Regions from separate parts of the Gossypium hirsutum genome. Here region 2 is linked to region 1. The links are chromatin contacts, called in public Hi-C maps. All regions are on one chromosome and are shown on one strand. Each heading gives the region's core, a stretch centred on a gene start, on an enhancer-like site or on the middle of the called end of the contact. The rest is flanking DNA. Distances are from core to core; before and after follow the strand shown. Region 1 holds the start of LOC107936636 (polyadenylation and cleavage factor homolog 4). Region 2 holds the start of LOC107936638 (serine/threonine-protein kinase CTR1).

The links. A called contact is a pair of places that touch in the nucleus more often than the background predicts.
Region 2: a Hi-C map of leaf shows a contact between it and region 1, with 2.6 times the contacts expected there. The contact joins the promoter of LOC107936638 here to the promoter of LOC107936636 in region 1. A contact is called at or near these places in 7 of 34 Hi-C or Micro-C datasets (callus and leaf).

What each region holds. Positions count from the first base shown.
Region 1 is chrA04:59,112,866-59,115,565 of Gossypium_hirsutum_v2.1, reverse strand. It overlaps LOC107936636 (polyadenylation and cleavage factor homolog 4), which reads left to right and starts at 1,380. Exons shown (of 10, transcript XR_005925659.1): 1 at 1,380-2,246.
Region 2 is chrA04:59,248,830-59,251,529 of Gossypium_hirsutum_v2.1, reverse strand. It overlaps LOC107936638 (serine/threonine-protein kinase CTR1), which reads left to right and starts at 1,264. Exons shown (of 16, transcript XR_005925506.1): 1 at 1,264-2,261.

The DNA.
Region 1 (2,700 bases), core at 131-2,630:
ACATATTGGTTGACTCGTGAATCAGCCGAATTGATGGTCAAACCGATTTTTATCTATTTTTTATTTTTAATAATTTATTCAATCGAAACAATTAGATCAATTGAACCAGTGGATCTACCGACCCAATTCTAAAAACCTTGAGCTTCTTTGATGACATATTATAAGTAAAATTAATACTTTTTTTGTTTGAGTTTTGATGTCAATGTGAAAGAAGAGAGAACAAAGTTCTCATATTTTTTTAATCAATCTTGGATTTTGAAAATTCTAAATTTTAAAATGAATTTTAAAATCCAAAAATTAACTCTTGACTTGGATTTGCTTCGGTTCAAACCGAACTTTTTATTTATTATCCAAATAAAGAATTTGATTTTTTAAATTAGAATCCAATTTTTTTTACTTAAGTTATGGAGAAATAAATTAAATCCAAGCTATTATATCAATATGGTAAGTAGTCATTAGATATTAAAAAAATTATTAAATAAAATTATTAAAAAAAAATACATTTTGTAAGGCTAAGGTAAATATTTTATATATCATATTATAATTAGTAAATGATACATTTTATATCATATTAAGGTGCTAATGAGGCTCTAAGTCTTAAGTACATAAGTTCAAGATTCTTCATGCACAATTAAAATGTGTGAATTTTTGTATCCTATTATGAACTTTTATCATGTGTGTGTTTTAAATCAATGAATTAGTTTATAGTATGAATTATTCCATTTTTAGTCTATTTGTACTTTAATAATTTAATTCTACACAAAGTGGATGGTCGGAAATGAATTTTATTATACTTTTACTTTATTAGTTCTAGCATTAGTTTTAAATTCCTTTTGATAAATTAATAATTGATATTAAATTTATTTTTACGCTTAGTACAATATATAAAACAAATATAGGGATAAATATCAAAATCATATATGAACTATGGTTTAATGTGCAATTGTTTATATGAACTTTGATTTTGTGCAATTTTATACATGAAATTTAGATTTGATCCAATTATTGTAAAGTATTAACAAAATTATTGATATAACATCATTTTATGTTTATATATTGCATACATAAATAATTATATTGATCCAATATAAAAATAAATTGATGTATTTATTTCTTTAAATATATATAATTAAATTAAAATTAAAATTTCAAAAATACATTTGAATCATAATTAGAATTTCACATATTATATACAATTATACATTAAATAAAAATTTATATATAATTTAGTTACAAATAATTGTTGGGTCTGGGTTGATTTGTATTTATCCTTTACAGGGCCCAAAGATAAGCCGACCAAATAAGGCTATAAAATATAATATTTTCCGTTTTACATTTCCCGTTTGAAATCTTAGGCCCTCCCACTCACCTTCTGGACTGACCTTTGCATTATTGGACATCCACAATCTCCATATTTACAATTAGCCTCTTTTAACCTTCCTCCTTTCTTTATCTCCACCCAGCCTCTCCCTCTTCTTTCAAATTCTTCTTTCTGAAAATATTTTCTCTGCATTTTTTCTTTTTGATCGATATTCTTTGTTCCTTTACCTTTAGAAATTAGAATTAGAATTAGAATTAGAATTAGAATTAGAATTAGAATTAGAATCGTTTCTTTCTTTTTTCTTTTTCTTTTTCTCTCTCTTTTTTTATTTTTTTTATTTTTTTATATATGATAATCCATAGGGTTTTATTTTGTTCCCTTTCTTGTATAGGGTTTTGGATTTTTTAAAGTTTCGATTTAGGCTATTGTAATGTTGTAATTTTCCCCCTTTTGGTAAATTGATATGCTAATTTGACTGTAAATGAGAATAAGAGTGATTATCGATTTAGGAATTTAGGGTTTTCGATTTGCTTACATGGAGAATCCGCGTAGATCATTTGATAGATCAAGAGAACCTGGTTTGAAAAAACCACGGTTAACTGAAGACCTCACTCCGAACCCTAATATCCGGCATTTTTCTCAACGAACGAACCCAGTTGGTCCCGCCTCTGGTTTGAGATTCCGGTCCAATGATTCCGACACCAATGATTTGACCCGTGGCGACGGTGGAGCTTACGAGCCACAACCAGTGTCACATCAGCAGCAACACCACCAGCAGCAAGAGTTAGTTAGCCAGTATAAGACGGCGTTAGCTGAGCTCACTTTTAACTCGAAACCAATTATTACTAACTTGACAATAATCGCTGGCGAGAATGTTCATGCCGCCAAGGCCGTTGCTGCAACTGTCTGCGCTAATATTCTTGAGGTGAACTCAGTTTTAGCTGTGCCTTATGCATTAAAGCTTTCTCTTTCTTTTTGAATTTGAATTGTACAGGAAATTGAATTGCAAGTTCTATACTGTCGAAAAAACGAGGAAAAAGTATAATTTGGATTGTAAGTGTAAATTGGGATTAATGGATTCCTTTTAGTTTTGCTTTCATCAATGTCTGTCTCGATCTAGGCTTGTTAAAATGTTTTGCACAGTTATTTCAAGTATAAAATTGGGTGATGAGAGTACAATAATGTTGGTTAAGAGACAAATGCAGGAATGATATGTTGTGATATGACTTCCTAGTCTATGCGGTTCCGGTCTAAGGCCATGTTGCCTGCAAATGTCTTCTTTCATTGGATGTCTGTGCTATTTTTTCATGGATCTAATATGTTTCTGATCACCCCAGAATTTGTAAACAGCTGGCCAATGAATTATAGAGACTGTAAAC
Region 2 (2,700 bases), core at 15-2,514, 140 kb before region 1:
CACAACCCATTAATAATTACAACCGCTGCTGTGTCGACCCGAGTTTGATCTCTACTGTGTCGGAATATCCGCTCTCCTCCTAAGAGTCTTCTTGTGTCCACCTCAGTGTTAGCCTTCGAAAAAAATGACATGTTCAAGATACTGGCTGCCTGGAAATAGAGAAAAAAATATGTTGATTACATCGGAAGTTCCCAGAGTTTTTCCGTATGATTATGACATCAATTTTATGTATAGTATATATAGGGCATTGTTTGCGAGTATCCAAAAAGCTTAAACTCTTGACCAGGTAACAACCATCACCAAACCCTTGGTTATATTCGAACCTGTGACCGCATCACAGTTGCCGACTAGGACCTCTACTTGGAATTCAACCTCTGATCGTATCAAGCACTGTCGCCCCTAAAACCTGATTTCCCCAAGATGTGTTTCTCAGGTGATGATCCTATCCCACCATGACTTTATGAAATGTATGTGTGTTGAGGCGCATTATCATATCCTTGACTCCTCAAAACTATCTAAGAACTTTTTTCGTTTCAGTCGAAAACCCTGAACACTTTCAAAATACCCTAATTTCTTACCCTAATAAAATAAAAACCCTAACTTAAAAAATAAAAAACCCCTAACTCTGGAGAGAGAAACGAAAAGCGCGTCCAGTTAGTGGCACTTTACTACCATTGGTGTAGAAAGAACACCTAGCTGGATGCACTTTCCGTTTCTCTCTCTTAAAACTGACCTAATTCTCTAAATAAAGTTAAAATCAATCTAAATACTTAATTAAAAAATAAAATCGGTCTATAGCCGTTATTTAACCTAGTTCTTTTTATTTGTGAAGAAATTATAACATATTTAAATTATTATAATAGTAATAATGTACAGTGGATAAGACTTGAATTTAGAATTTATATATTATAAATTAATAAATAGAGACAAAGTTTGTTTGAAATAAGGTCCGTGAACACTTGATTTCGTCATTGCATGAAAAACAGAGAAATGTATAACTAGTATTTTTAGAAAATGATGTGAATTTTATAAATACCAAGGAATCCAATTTTTAACTACCAAAATGAAAAAGTGAAAGTAAAACTTCATATACGTTTGATAAATAAAATTAATAATCTGGTCCAGGTTCATGCACACAGCCAAAGCTAAATTCTTAAATATTTATATTTATTTTGTCAGGGAAAAGAAAAGTGGAGCCACGCGCGTGAGAGGTAACGTGATGTTTATTTACAAAGGAGGAATGTACCCATTTACTAGCGAGTAGGCATACGCCACTAGGCCATCGAGCCAGCCAACCAAACAGAAACGAAACAGGAAACCTTTGTTTAATATATTTGGCGAAATTATAGAAAAATGAAAAAAGAATATCATCCAATCAGCGTTTGAAGTTTGAACCAGAAATCCGATTTTTCCCGGAAAAGCAAAGCAAAAGGAAACGAGGAGAATATTACGATTAGGCGACCAAATAAAACTGGGAATCTGGGATCGCTTTTTTTCTTTGGTTTCTTTCCCACAACTCGGATTCTGGAAAGAGAAGAAAAGGAGGAAAAAGAAGTTTATGAAAAGGAAAACAAATTATAGAGGGAGAGAGGAAAAAAGAGGTTAAAAAGCTTGATATCTTCAGCAATGGCGGTTCTTAGAGTTCAAAAGGTTTTGTGATCAGCGATTTTCTTTAGAGGTTATCAATGGAAATGCCCAGTCGAAGATCCAACTATTCTCTACTGAGTCAGTATCCTGACGACCAGTACTCCGTGTATTCGCTTTCGAGCGAAGCTACGAGTAATAAAGTCAGTAAAGTGAAATCAGAGAGAGGTTTATTCGATTGGGATCAGAATCAGAGTCAGAACCAGCAGCAAGCGAGTCGTATCGGCGGCGTAGGAGGAACGAATACTTATGCTTCATCAGTCGGTCATCAACGGCAATCGAGCGGGAGTAGCTTCGGTGAGAGCTCGTTATCGGGAGATTATTATGTGCCGAACCTTTCAACGACGGCGGCGAACGAGATTGATTCATTCGTGTACGGTCACAATGGGAGCTTTAGGCATGGGGATTTGAGAACGAAAATTGGCGGTTCCTCGTCGGGGAAAAGCTGGGCGCAGCAAACGGAGGAGAGTTATCAGTTGCAGTTGGCGTTGGCTTTGAGGCTTTCGTCGGAAGCTACCTGTGCTGATGATCCGAACTTTTTGGATCCGGTTCCGGATGATTCCGCAATCCGGTCGGCTAGTTCTAGCTCTGCGGAGACAGTTTCCCATCGGTTCTGGGTAAGAAAGTTTTCTTGGAAATTTATTTTATTTTTTGTTCGTTGACACTGAGCTTATACGCTCAATGCTCAGTAACACCAGGAGATTGAAGAAATATGTATAGGTGAATATAATAAGTGTTATAGGGAATGGAATTCGTTTTTAGATATTTAAAGATTTTTCGTGAGATAAACTGGATGATGAGCGTTTCTGAGCTTGAGTTGTGAACCCTGAATAGTGCATAGGATAGGATGTGAAAAGTTAGTCCGCTTTACCTCTATTTTTCAATTTGTTTAGGGTTAGTTCAATTTTGACTTTGGGGAGAGGATGATCTATTGTCATTTTGGAAAATATTTGTTGCTTACAATTTAGATAAAAAAAATGAACATTATAAGAAGGTGGAAGTTGCTTAGTTTCATGATCAAAATGTCGGAGCACCAATGTTAGTGCCGCTTCAATT